Regions from separate parts of the Mus musculus genome. Here regions 1 and 3 are each linked to region 2. The links are chromatin contacts, called in public HiChIP or PLAC-seq and promoter capture Hi-C maps. All regions are on one chromosome and are shown on one strand. Each heading gives the region's core, a stretch centred on a gene start, on an enhancer-like site or on the middle of the called end of the contact. The rest is flanking DNA. Distances are from core to core; before and after follow the strand shown. Region 1 overlaps Ttc7b (tetratricopeptide repeat domain 7B). Region 2 holds the start of Kcnk13 (potassium channel, subfamily K, member 13). Region 3 overlaps Gm26839 (predicted gene, 26839).

What was found. Promoter capture Hi-C pulls out the DNA fragments that hold promoters and counts their contacts. HiChIP or PLAC-seq counts read pairs in DNA pulled down with a chosen protein or histone mark.
Region 1: a contact with region 2 is called in a promoter capture Hi-C map of stem cell-derived epiblast-like cells, with 3 times the contacts expected there. The contact joins the enhancer-like site here to the promoter of Kcnk13 in region 2. A contact is called at or near these places in 3 of 39 promoter capture datasets (embryonic stem cells, pre-B cells and stem cell-derived epiblast-like cells), 1 of 15 datasets of contacts at CTCF or cohesin (large pre-B cells), 6 of 484 Hi-C or Micro-C datasets (the G1E-ER4 cell line and embryonic stem cells) and 1 of 115 datasets of contacts at active chromatin or transcription factors (microglia).
Region 3: a contact with region 2 is called in an H3K27ac HiChIP or PLAC-seq map of microglia, with 4 times the contacts expected there. The contact joins the enhancer-like site here to the promoter of Kcnk13 in region 2. A contact is called at or near these places in 4 of 39 promoter capture datasets (embryonic stem cells, liver and stem cell-derived epiblast-like cells), 1 of 15 datasets of contacts at CTCF or cohesin (the NIH/3T3 cell line), 1 of 115 datasets of contacts at active chromatin or transcription factors (microglia) and 1 of 9 other capture datasets (embryonic stem cells).

Annotation. Positions count from the first base shown.
Region 1 is chr12:100,463,487-100,467,797 of GRCm38.p6, reverse strand. It overlaps Ttc7b (tetratricopeptide repeat domain 7B), which reads left to right. Exons shown (of 20, transcript NM_001033213.1): 4 at 1,488-1,618. Among named protein-coding and RNA genes, the nearest start is that of Gm36375, 30 kb to the left of the region's middle. Within about 2 kb of position 2,342, at least 33 of the 459 cell types and tissues checked have an H3K27ac peak or open chromatin away from gene starts, as enhancers often do. A contact at or near this core is called in stem cell-derived epiblast-like cells, where this site is marked.
Region 2 is chr12:99,961,396-99,966,118 of GRCm38.p6, reverse strand. Kcnk13 (potassium channel, subfamily K, member 13) reads right to left here and starts at 1,620. Exons shown (of 3, transcript NM_146037.2): 1 at 1,318-1,620; 2 at 1-915. The coding sequence starts at 172.
Region 3 is chr12:99,606,072-99,610,389 of GRCm38.p6, reverse strand. All of the region lies in intron 2 of Gm26839 (predicted gene, 26839), which reads right to left. It overlaps Gm35644 (a long non-coding RNA gene), which reads left to right. Exons shown (of 4, transcript XR_001780667.2): 4 at 42-294. Among named protein-coding and RNA genes, the nearest start is that of Gm35644, 12 kb to the left of the region's middle. Within about 2 kb of position 1,624, at least 31 of the 459 cell types and tissues checked have an H3K27ac peak or open chromatin away from gene starts, as enhancers often do. A contact at or near this core is called in microglia, where this site is marked.

The DNA.
Region 1 (4,311 bases), core at 1,093-3,592, 500 kb before region 2:
AGCTGTAAAAGAGAATTGACCTTTTTGGTCCCTTCTAATTCCAGACTCAGACTTCTAAATGAGCTGGGTGCATACCATGTCATAAGGCACTTGAGGCAACAGAGATCCTATTGTGAAAACCTGCTAGTCCTTCCCCCACTGTGTCTGGTTTCTCTAGGGGGTTGAAGGTCGGTCAGCACGGGGGTCAAGAAGTGTCTGCTTGTCCTCATGTTGTTATTTTTTCAGCCTTTCATGCTTTTGTACATCTCAGCCCTGAACTCTACCCTAGCAAAGAGTTTGCCCCATCTATGAGAAAAATACCTTCAGGTTTCTGGGTTTTCTCTCGGTCCAGAATCAGCCTCGTGGTTTAATTACTCCTAAGCTTGTAGGCCTAAGTGTTGGTCCTAATGTAATAAGATTTCCCAAGTTTCTAAGTAATGTTCCCTCAGAGAATTGAAAACTTATTCCAAGGCATGCCCCAGTGACCTAAAGACTTCCCACTCACTGCCACGTCTTAAAAGATTCCATGACTTCCCTGTAGCACCTCTGGGGGTAAAGGGGGGACCAGGCTTCTAACTAAAGGCCTTAGGGGACATATAAACTCTAAACTAGAGTTGACAGGCTTGCTTATTTTAAAAAATTGTTGAAAAGCTTTGGGCATAGTTGAGTGAGGGTCTTTGTATTAATCAGAACCATCCTGGGACATGGTGAGTTGGAGATAAGACCTTTAGTTAACTGCTAGAACCCTAAAGGGAGCTGCTGGCATACTTCCATTCGTGTCTAGAGTCCTGGGCACCTGAAGATCCAGTGGCATAGGTTTCAGCCAGACAGCTAGCAGGCCCCAAGCAAGAAGCCAGTACTTCAGTTCAGACAGGGAAAGACCATGCTTGCCTTTCTCCCAGCTGATTGGATGAGGCCTGCCCACGTAGGGAAGGGAACCTGCTTACTCTGTTTACCAGCCCAAGTGTAAGTCTCATCCAGAAAACCCTACAGACATACCCAGAAGGTTTGTCCCGATGTCCTAGCATCCCGTTGCTTGGTCATGCTGATGTCTAAACATGACCACCATACTACCATACGCTTCAGGACTGAAAGAGCTCGTGTGAAGGCCCTCTCCAGTTCAAGCTGAGTTCAGGGTGAGCCAGACTGCATGTGGTGTGAACTGAATGGCCCCTTTCTTCTGCAACTTTAGATATTCCTTCTGGAGCTTCATTTTGATATTCCATTTTGTCTTTAAAAGAGAAGACAGTCAGGGTGTGGGTGCCCTGTGCCTTTAACTGAGAAGCAGAGAGAGGGGCAAGTGGATCCTTGGTTTACTCAGGGAATCCAGACCAGCCAGTGTTACATAGCAAGACCCTGTCTAATTAAAAGGAAGTCAGGATAGAGGATCTGCTTCTCCGATAGCCTCTTGCAGAGCCGACCATTCTGTGACCCTGTGCATCCAGACTTAGAATCATGTCCTATGAAAACCAACTTGTTCAGTTTCTATGTGTTTGCTTTGCTCTTAGGACTTTGTTTAGAGAAACTGCCTGTTTCGTCCTCTACCAGTAATCTCCATGTGGACCGGGAGCAGGACGTCATCACCTGCTATGAGAAAGCTGGGGACATTGCACTCTTGTACCTCCAGGAGATAGAAAGGGTAAGTAAGGCCATATATGTTCACTCCAACTGATACCACCCCGCTCCGTGTGCCCACATCAGATTGTGGGAATTGTAGCCGACCACTGGAAAGAAAGCCTTTGCCTTACTTGTCTGCCCCTGGCACAAACTCTGCTTGCATTCCTGAGTGTTATGGAGGAAGTGGTCATAGGTATGGTATTTATAAAAGTAACTGGGTCAGTGTGCAGATACAACAGTATGGGTTGTCCATACCTTTACCACTCTTCTCCCTGGTTAAGATTCATGCATCTTGCTGGGCGGTGGTGGTGCACGCCTTTAATCCCAGCACTTGGGAGGCAGTGGCAGGTGATTTCTGAGTTCGAGGCCAGCCAGCTCTACAAAGTGAGTGCCAGGACAGCCAGGGCTACACAGAGGAACCCTGTCTCGGAAAAAAAAAAAAAAATCCATGCATCGTTACTTGGTCTTCACACCAGCAGGTATTTACCTGGGTTTTGGGTTGCTTTACCTTGATAGTGTGGCAGAGGTCTTCTGGGTCTTTAACTAGTGTGTTTGGAGCAGGTTGTGTGTCTCCTGGGACTGTCTGCAGAGGACCGAGCAGTCAAGTGGTCTGTGTCAGGGTAAGGAAAAGTAGCAACTGACAAGAATGTCACAGAAGCAGAGACTGAGGGAGCAGAGTTGGCTTGAGGCTGGATAGGGTCAGGGATGAGGCCAGGGCTGGGCCAGGGCTGGGGCCAGGGATGAGGCCAGGGATGAGGTCAGGGGTGGGGCCAGGGATGAGGTCAGGGGTGGGGCCAGGAATGAGGTCAGGGGTGGGGCCAGGGCTGGGGTCAGGGATGAGGTCAGGGGTGGGGCCAGGGGTGGGGTCAGGGCTGGGGCCAGGGCTGGGCCAGGGATGAGGCCAGGGCTGGGGCCAGGGATGAGGTCAGGGTGGGGTCAGGGATGAGGTCAGGGGTGGGGCCAGGGGTGGTGTATTAGTCAGGGTTCTCTAGAGTCACAGAACTTATGGATAATCTCTAAATAGTAAAGGAATTTATTGATGACTTACAGTCGGCAGCCGAATTCCCAACAATTGTTCAGTCGCAGCTGTGAATGGAAGTCCAAGGATCTAGCAGTTACTCAGTCTCACGCAGCAAGCAGGCAAAGGAGCAAGAGCAAGAGCTAGACTCCCTTCTTCCAATGTCCTTATATTGTCTCCAGCAAAAGGTGTAGCCCAGATTAAAGGTGTGTTCCACCACACCTTTAATCCCAGATGAAAGGCATAGCCCAGATTAAAGGTGTGTTCCTTAACTCGGAGATTCAATCTTCTGGAATCCATAGCCACTATGGCTCAAGATCTTCAAACCAAGATCCAGATAAGGATCTCCAAGCCTCCAGATAAGGGTCACTGGTGAGCCTTCCAATTCCGGATTGTAGTTCATTCCAAATATTGTCAAGTTGACAACCAGGAATAGCCACTACAATCCACCCCTTGTCAACTTGACACAAATAATATCTCATGTTCACATGAAACAATAACAAGGTTGTAAATACGCCTAACATGATATAACTATCCCTCGTACAATCGCAAACGCATTAGTAAATTTACAATGGGCATTCATATTACTTTATAATCCTCGTTTCTGCAACTGGTTACGTGGCCTTAATTGGTATTTATAACTACCTTCCTCTACTACCCATTCTGTATTTCCTTCACCTTCAGCCAGCACCTCAGCAGGTCTTGGCTCTTTTCCTGGAGGATTGACCCATACCTTCATTCCTGATGGGTCTGCGTCCTTTGTCATCCTGCTTGGATTAGGCTGTTGTAGTTTCCCATTGACTTTAATCACAGGACATGGTAGTACTAAGAGACGCCCTAAGGGATCTCCTACACTCCAGACATAATCTTGCTTACCACCATTGTGAAGAGGTAATCCAATTTCCCCATGGTAATCTGGATCTATCACCCCTCCTAACACTGTTATTCCTTTTTTAGCCTGTTGGTTTAAGGGCATTAGAAGCCCAAAATGACCAGGGGGAAGTCTGAGCTTCCAGTTCAATGGAATGTTTGTTGTAGCTCCTGGTAGGAGCACTCCCCTCTCTGGAGCCAAAACTTCTAAGCCAGCAGAACCTAGAGTTATGGGGACAGGAAGCAAAAATTTTCCTAGAGGGTCACTAGGAGTGATAGTAAGTGGAACTATTCCGTTTTCCACACCTTGATTCCTGGACCCATGAATCCTGGCTATGGGTGAAACTGTACCATATATCGAGCGCTGATTCAAAGCATATACTGCCTTCTGAAGAACTCTGCCCCAGCCTTCCAAGCTGTTACCACCTAATTGGCGCTGTAACTGCATCTTCAAAAGGCCGTTCCATCTTTCTATCAGCCCAGCTGCTTCAGGATGATGGGGAACGTGGTAAGACCAGTGAATGCCATGATCGTGGGCCCACTGTCGTACTTCTCTGGCTGTGAAATGAGTTCCTTGGTCAGAAGCAATACTGTGTGGAATACCATGACGATAGATAAGGCATTCTGTCAGTCCGTGAATGGTGGTTTTAGCAGAGGCATTACGTGCAGGAAAGGCAAATCCATAACCAGAATAAGTATCTACTCCAGTAAGAACAAAACGCTGTCCTTTCCATGAAGGAAGTGGTCCAATGTAGTCAACCTGCCACCAGGTTGCTGGCTGGTCACCCCGAGGAATGGTGCCATATCTGGGACTCAGTGTTGGTTTC
Region 2 (4,723 bases), core at 371-2,870:
CCAGGCGCTCTTCCCAGCGCTGCTTGGCCTGCAACTCCTGCGCTAGCTCCAGCGCGGAGAAGACTGCGGCGCCGCCCAGCAGGTAGAGCAGGATGAGCCCAGCGAGCAGCAGGAAGCGCGCGTTGTCCTCGTTCAGGTGGCCGGGGCTGCAGCCGCAACCGCGGCCAGCCATGGCACTGGAGGACAGCTCCGCGAGGGTTGCTGCCCGCGGACTTGTGCCCACGCCCCGGGGAGGATGTGCTCTGCCGACCTTAGCCTGCTCTGCGTGCGGGCTCGCCCATGCCCGCCGCGCGTTCCCCAAGGCGGCGTGGATCTCCCGGCCGCCGCCGCCTCCTCGGTGGTTCCTGTGTAGCCAGCTCCCCACGTCCGCCTGGACTCGTGGTTTCGAATCCGCTTTGTCGTCGCCGCCTCCCTGTCCTCTCTGGAGTTCTCCTTAAGGCTGAAGACCAGAGGGTCGGGACACAGAATCTGCTTCGACTTGGTGCGAGGGTGCGGGCGACCCGGGTTCACCCGAGCTCCTAATTCGGCTCAGATTGGGGAGGGGGCGTGGCGTGCCTTCAAGGCAAACTCCCTAGAACTTGAACTCCTCTTGAAGAAAAAAAAGGTCGTGGGTCCAGAGAGAATCGGCGGGTAAGCTTCACATCAAGGTCCGGGTTCCTCGGAGCATTGCTTTCCAAGCTGTGATGGCTGGGATACGGGCTGTTCTCTGTCTTCGGTGCCTCTCCAGGTGGATCTGTGTTGCGTATTAGTGACAATGTTCTGCCGAGAGCCTCTATCCACCAGAATAACCAGGGCTCAGAGGTCGGAACGGGTTTGGGGCAGACGCACGGACGCAGGGACAGTGCGAAGAGGCAGATCAGCCGGCTCGGATCTCTGCTGGGCACACAGGCTCCACGGCAGCACGAGGGCGGACCGCTGTGGGGAGGAGAACAGAGGGGGAGGTTGGAACAGTGAAGGAAGTTAGAAGCATCCTCCCAGGGAGCCTTCCTTGACTTCCCCCATACCAGATCGCCCTTGGCCTCTAGGGCCTGCACCGGGCGTTCTCTGTCCACACGTGCCGGCCCTGCCAGCCCATCTCCCGGAGAACCGGCCAAGGACAGCGGCCAGAAGAGTTCCATCTCTTTCACCCGGTTTTGATCGCCTCGGCTCTGTAGTTCTTGCGCAGTCAGTGGCGCTGAGCTGAGAACTCCAAGCTACAACATGTAAGCCGGCAACAAGGTTCTTTTGTGAACCGCTGGGGCGCCCACCCAGAGACCCCCAACTTGCCATGAGCTCTGGAGCCGCCGTCGCCTTCGCGTCTCACCTTCCCAAACGCACCTGCTCTGTGGAACAGGTTCAGGATGGTTCCTGGCTTCCCTTCTCAAGTGGCCTTGCCCTGCCCAGTGGGGCTGAGAGCAGAAGTCCGTGCCCAGAGCTGCCTTCTCTGTGGAGTGCTCAAAAACTGCAACAGGTGGAGCTCTGCAGCTGCCAACCGAGGCGACTCCACCCGGTACCCGCCCCTTGGCCTCAGGGCCAGTCTCCTGCTCAGGTCTCCTCCGCTGGCGCTCGCCTGGACCTCTAAACAGCGATGCTTCTACCAGGGAGTGCAGATCCCTGGAGTGGTTGCTTAACAGATAGGTCGAGAGCCTCGATGGTCTGCGTGGGTTCCTCTCAGGCCAGAAGAGGGCGCTGCGTGCCCTCCAGACACACCTGGTTCCCAGCAGTTTAGCCACAGGGGATCGAATATAGCTGTGTGAAGGAATGGATTCATAGCCACCCACGGTCTAAACAGAATTTCTCCGCCTTTAGAGAGAGAGAGAGTGGTCCCAGGAGACCCACCCACGATACTAGCCAGAAACAGAACTAGAAAAGCTTGCAGTTCTGTTGAATAGATGCAAATGATTTTGGTGAGAGTAACTAACAGACCGTTTATCTTGCATTGTGTCTCCTGGGGAGGAAGAACTTTAGAGGGTATTGAGTTCACACCCAGGGTGAGTAACCCAATTACCTTTACTAGTTTAAGAAACATCTCAAGTACATCAAAATCGAATGACGTTTACAATGACACAACACACCACCACCTAGATTCTACAAGTGACAGTTTACCAGGCTTGCTTATATTTACCCATTCCTTTCTAGTCACCAACCCACTCAGGATGCACTTTGAATGGTTGTAGACACCCACACACTTTCACCCCATCTCCAGCCAGTATTGGCCATTATTAAGAGCTCTATCCTCGGATTTTTGCTTTTGTGGTAAAATTTGCATGCAATGACATGTCATTGTACCATTAGGTGAGTCCTGATAACTTTGGGAGCCAAACAATGGTGGCCTCCCTCCCTTATCATCTAAAAGCCACCAAAGGATTAAAGCTCCCACAAATATCTTCCCAGTAAATCCCCACCCACATTCCTGCAGAGGTAGCCACTATTCTGATTTCTTTTTCCACCATGGAATATTTCTCCTTTATAGAACTTGGTTTTGTTTATTCAGGTCTCTGTATTCATAAGAACCAGTTATGTGTCTTGTGTAAAGTGTGTTCCTGAAGTGTACCGACTGACATCATTTCAAACTAGCTTTTTCTAACCCACAACAATGCAGTGTCCACATCCTATAGACTGTTGACAGAGCCAGCCATTTTATTTTTAAGCCTTCTGTATACAGGCACATAAACTTATCTCCTTGGGGTTTTGTGTTCTCTGGACACCTTGTATATTGGACTTTTGTAAATGGTTGGACTATTTTGCCCACTTAAAAGCTTGGTTTTGGAGCTGGGGAGATGGCCAAGTCAGTAATGTGCTCATCACAGTGTGAGGACCAGAGTTCAGCTCCCCAACACACATACAGAAGGATGAGCATAGCTGTGGACTTTTGACATCCTACTCCTCCTGAGCAGGTAGGGCCAAGTGGAGCTGGCTAGCCACAGTTCCGTAGCCAAGTCAGTGAACTCTCGGTTCAGTGAGAGCCCCTCTGGTTTCCACATGCACACATGTGCACACACATACAACATGCACACACACACACACACACACACACACACACACACACACACACACACAATGGTCCCTGTTATTGAAGGGCAGTGTTTTATATAATCTAGACTACCAGTCCTTTCTTAGGTGTGTATTTTGCAACTATTATTACCATTATTTTTCTTCTTCTCTGGAATACCTACTTGTTTTAAAAAAGTTTCCTGACAAAGTTTTCAGTTTTGTTAAAGACCAGTTTTCCAGTCTGTAATGATTGATATACTTTGTGCATTATATTATTGCTTTCAAGGTTGCATATGTTCTTTGTCTCTCCCCTACTTTTGTATGGTTGGTCTGTGTGGTATAGAGTTTATTTATTATGCATGTGAGACAAAGTTCACCTTGTCCAAAAATATACTCACTTTTTCTAATGGCAATTATTGAGAAGGAAAGTAAGAATACATTTATTTCAGGAATCTTTTCTTTTGACCGTTATCTATTGATCTAGTTGTTATGCCCATTAAAAATATTTAAATGAATTTTTATAGCTCTTGAAGTCAAGAAATGCAAAGTCTCCAACTTAGCTCTTCTTTTTTCGATATTTCTTTGGATGTAATGAATTGTTTCCGTTTTAAAAAATCAAAGAACTGTGGTTTTTAAGACAGACATTTTAAACATAGGCACAGAAAAAGTCTGTTATCTTGATTAGGACTACGTTAAATCTGTTTTGGGAAGAAGTGATATTTTGATAATTCATGAATGAATCTATCTCTTCATATATGTAGCTCCCCCTTGTTGTTATAGTGCAGGGATCTTGCACATCTTTTATGAATCTAACATAAAGGTTTGTTCTCCAGATGGTATTGAGCATAGAAATTCAAATGTTTTATCTTTTCATGTTTACTATTGTATCCCATAGACTAGCTGCACTCATTCATTAGCTTCAATAGTCTTTAGAGTTTCTAGTCACATAACTATGTCATCTGAAGTGGAGGTTTACTTTAACTTTTTTTAAAAAATCTTGTCTTACTGCAGTGTCTCATAATAAGGTACAGAAGACCTGGAAGCAGGTTATTTTTGTTAAGTTCTAAGGAATCCTTCAGCTTGTTATTACAGATGCTATGGGCTGTGAGGTGGCCATAGATACTCTTTGGACACCCCTCATCCCCAAGATGGCTTCTTTGTGAAGTCCGAGCTGTCTTGGAACTCACTCTGACCTCAAACTCAGAGATCCACCTGCCTCTGCCTCCCTAGTGCTGGAATTAAAGGCGTGCGCCACCACTGCCCGGCCATAGATGCGCCTTTTGAGGGTGAAGATCTTTCTCTTTATTTTTAGCTCTAGTTTTCTGAGGTTCTTCCTTCCTTCCTTCGTTTTGTTTGCTTGTTGTTTCTTTCTTTCAAATAAAGCAAAGATGAGTGTTGAATTTTGTCAAATGCTTTCTCTGTATCTACGATAAGCATGTTTTTCTTTATTCTGCTAATATGCTAGATTTCATCAACTTATTGGCATTTTAGTTAAGGATAAACTATAAAAAGTATGAACATTTAAAAGCATGGCAGTTTTGAGATAATGTCTACTTGGGATTATATTCCATTTTTATTCTTCTACTTTTCTTTAGGTTTGCTGTGTTTCCCCCTCCCCACCCCCCAGCTACTTAGAAGGAAAAGATCTTGCCACTTAGATGGCAAGATCACTGATTTTAAACTCTTACTTTAGAACAGTCTTTTAATATTCATAACTGCATAGAATTTGTTTGGACCAAATCAACCGCCA
Region 3 (4,318 bases), core at 375-2,874, 360 kb after region 2:
TCAACTTCTGATACTTTTCTGTTCTTTTTCCTCCTGTGTAGCACACACCCATCGGAACGATCACGTATGCAGGCAATTGGTTTGCCCAAGCAGAACGAAGCCACTTGAGTCTAACTGGTTGATCATGGCGTTCCCAGCATTTACGGCAGCGCCCAATACTTAGATGATGTCCGAGAAGCCCGGATATAAATGAACACCAAGTCCAGAGAGAACCAGGTTTGCGCATCAGCCCTAAAGCCCTGTGCTGTACCCTCCTTCCCTGCTGTTTAGCCACCCAGGATACCGAATACTGTTCCGGTTTACCAAGGGAAGCCTTTTTAAAAGGTTTTGGCCTTTCTTCTGAAGCTGCGGGGGGGTGGGGGGGGCACCACTGAGGATTGCAAAGGGAAGCACATAGTGTCCCCTCGTTTGTCTTCTGTGATCCAACTCCTGTCTGGACTGTCCAGCTGCTTAAAACACTGTCAGTGCCCTGTCACATGGGTTCCAAAAATAGCCCCTCCAGGAGACAAATGACGTGACCTTGGGTGCTGGCTATGCTCTGGATACGCTACTGGTGGGAGGATTCTGTCCATTGGGACTTTTTCCCTTCAGACTCAGGGATGTGGCTGGAGGCCATGCTGTCCTCAGCCTGTCTGTCTACTCTTAGGTTGGACAGTCTTAGAGTCTCTCTTCCATCTCCTCTTAAACTTGTATTTTCCAGAACAGCACCTAGATTTCTAGCAAGCAAACAGTACCTCCAGGCGTTCTGACGCAGGAGCTCTCACAGGGCATTAGCTGCCTTTGTATCACACTATTGTAACACTTGCTTCACTCCGCACTTTATGGCAAGCTGCCTTTCTACATCCTAGATTTTATACTTCTTCTTCTTCTTCTTCTTCTTTTAATACAAATGCTTTATTTAACAATTGTAGGTCATTCCATGGGCTAAATCGTGGATATCCAGAACCCAGCATCAAGCACAACCTTCGAGCTTCTCTTTCTGACTCCAATAGGGTGAGCATGTCACCCTCTCGAAGGGGGCCTTTGACATTTTGGATGATAGGGCGGCTGGTGTCACCCATAAATTCCACTCACACCTGCGTGCACTGTCCCTGCGAACCAATCCTGCCCAGCACTTTGGTTACCCTAGCCAGCTTGATGGGCTGCACGCGACTCGTGTCCATGATGGCGCTGATCTGGCGGAAAGATTTTACACTTCTTAAAACGAACATTCTCTTTCCATTTTCCTCTCCTCCCAGCTCAGGCCTTGCCCGTATCAACCGTTTCATAGTCACAGATCAACTGGCTTCAGTGGATGAACCGTTATCAAGCAAGAAGGAATTTTTTTTTTCTGCTCTGATTCGAGGGTCTGGTTGAACCTCAGGAGGAGACATGGGAAAGGCTGAGTAAGGGTCAGGGGATGCGACCTTTCCTTCTGACAGTTTGTCTGAATGTTTTCTCTCTCCCTTTATTACTGGGGATCAAAAGGAAGGAAGGAAGGAAGTGGTACGCGTGTGCCTTACAGGGCTTCTGCCAAGATCGATACTTTCTGTTTACAGATGATTTCCTTTCCATTTCTGTAGCGTTCTTACAAAGGGGAAAAAGAAGAAAAGAAGAAGAAGAAGTAAAGAGAAACTTGCAGCTGGGGAGAAGTCATTGGGAATTAAATGAATTTGTTGACCAGATTTTTTTTTTTTGACTAGCTAACACCATTCTATTTTCCCAATATCATTTTTTTAACTTTACTCATGTGACCCCACATTTTTCTTTTAAGGCTAGATATCTAAAAAAGAAGAAGAAAGAAAAAAGAAAAACAAAAAACTCATCTATTTTTGAGTTGAGTTGGTGTTTGCATGCGGGCACGTGGCTCTAGTAGATGCAGTTTACCACCATTATGCAATAAGTCTTTCACTTCTGCAGAAACACGAGGTCTATTTTTGCAGTTCCCACTCCTTGTGCTGAATGTAAAAGCCCCAGAAGGAGAGTGTTAAGAAAGTAAGGATTTATGCACCAGGCACACTCCCTCCGGGGCTGAGCCGAATACTTCCTTCTCCACGGTTTTGCAGGTGGTGTGGGTGGTGGAAGAATATTGAACTTATGCTGGGCTCCACTTTTCTAATTAGAACCTGAATCTTTGCCTCCTTGACCCAAAGGATGTCAAAGAAGGACACATTGAAGGCTCAATGGTTTGAATTCCTGTAAAATAGAAAATTTTGTTTCTCCCTCCTTTTTTTCTGTCCATATTCCTGAAGATTAAAACCAAACTTATTTTTCTTCCATTGGCTGCAGTGGTGGTTCTCTGTGTGTGTGTGTGTGTGTGTGCGCGCGCGCGCGTGTGCGTGTGCGCATTAGGCATCTTCCTCTGTCACTGCTTGCCTTAATTTCTGATGCAGATCTGTCAGTGAAGCTGAAGTTCCATCCGTTCAGCTAGACTGGCTGGAGTAGACCCCAGGGAGCACGGTGGCTCTGCTGCCCCAGCACTGGGATCATAAGTGTGTGCTGCCACACCCAGCTTTCTACAGGAATCCTTGGGATCCAAACTCTGTTCTTCATGCTTGCACAAAAGCACTTCGCTGAGCTACTTTTTAACCTCTCTTTGGGCTGCTTTTGATGACAGCTTCAGAAGGCTGAGCTTATTTCTAAAACAAAAACAAAAAAACCCTCACATTTTTTAACAAGTGGTTTTGAATTGCTGTGTTGTGTTTCTTTGAACTTTCTTCAAAAACCTGAAGGCCTGAGATTAGAATAATGGAGCCCAGACCCTTCTATGGCGTCTGCCATTTTTCTGATTTACTCAGGTGCTTAAACCTTAGGTTAAGCCTTATGAGTCTCCATCTGAGAGAAGAAAAGAGTGCTCAATTGCAAAGTAGTTAGTGATCTGGCAACGCCTCAAGGACGGTGCTGTCATCTTCCTGAGGTTGGAAAGATGGCGTAGCTATTGGGAGCAGGAGTGAAAGCCCAACCATGACCCATCATGGACGCCCACGATACTATCTCTGTGTTAAGACCCTACTGACAGAAGCAGGAAGCTTCAGACAGACAGCTCACAATTTCAAACATCTGGGCGTGTTGATCCTCGCACCTACACGGGATGCTGGCCACTGGCTGGACATTTTCTTAGCATTCTAACAATTCTCAAAGAGGTGGCTGCAGTACAAAATGTGCCAGTTGGCATCTACTAATCTAGCTATGTTTGTCTTTTCCTGTCCCTAGCACCTGTTGAGAATGTGAGGTTCTCGGTAACCATATGTGTGCCATGGGCGTCTCTTAAAAGATATTAGCAGCTGCAATGTACATATCAATGAGAGACAGGTTAAATTGAGTTTCACTGGTAGTGATGTATCCAGAACATTACCATTTTGATGGACGATCAATATAAACATATGAGTCCAACACGTTGATTTCCCTCTTCCTGCTATGTCTTGGAAATCCAGCATCTAGTCTGTGCCTTGCAGCACATCTCAGCTCAGGCCAGTCATATTTCAGGAGCTGTGTGTTATGAGCATCTTCCTCATGGTATCATTGATACAGCGCATGCCCATCACTGTAGGAAAGTTCTGTTGGACAGCACATATGTAGCCTAGTCCTGAGGATTGTTATCTAGAAATTTGTCTTTGTGAAGAAGGCATTGCCTGTCATTTTTACGTTTCAAAGAGCCTCAGGGCAGTGTCTTTCTGGCATCAGAGTAACAAGAAAAGTCTGTTTCTCACTTTTTGGACCTGTTTTCCCTCAGGCCTCAAACTGCAATAAAGCCCCCAAGAAAGCAGACAGCACAGCCACTGTCCCTACCATGCCAGGACCCAGCTGTTCCCCAGAGCACATGTCTTGTCCACACTGATCTCGTGGGTTGTTGTCTGCTGATATAGTCATTAAGATAGCAATACTTTATGACCCTAAGTGTGGTGGTTTGAATATGCTTGGCCCAGGGTTTGGCACTATTAGGAGCTGTGGCCTTGTTGGAGTAGGTGTGACCTTGTTGGAAGCCACAGTGTCACAGTAGGGGTGGGTTTTGAGACCCTCCTCCTAGCTGGAAGTCAGTATTCTCCTGCTTGCCTGCAGAACAAGATGTAGAACTCTCAGCTCCTCCACTACCATGTCTGCCCAGATACTACCATGCGTCCCACCATGATGATAATGGTCTGAACCTCAGAACCAGTAAGCCAGCCACAATTAAATGTCCTTTATAAGAGTTGCCTTGGTCTTGGTGTCTCTTTACAGCAACGGAAACTCTAAGACATCAAGCCTCTTCTGATGTGGGTTGCATCAACCCTCAAAGGTATGCAAAGGTACAGTGGGCTGGGAGATGGTCACCAGTCTGGGATGAAGCTCTCATCCTAAC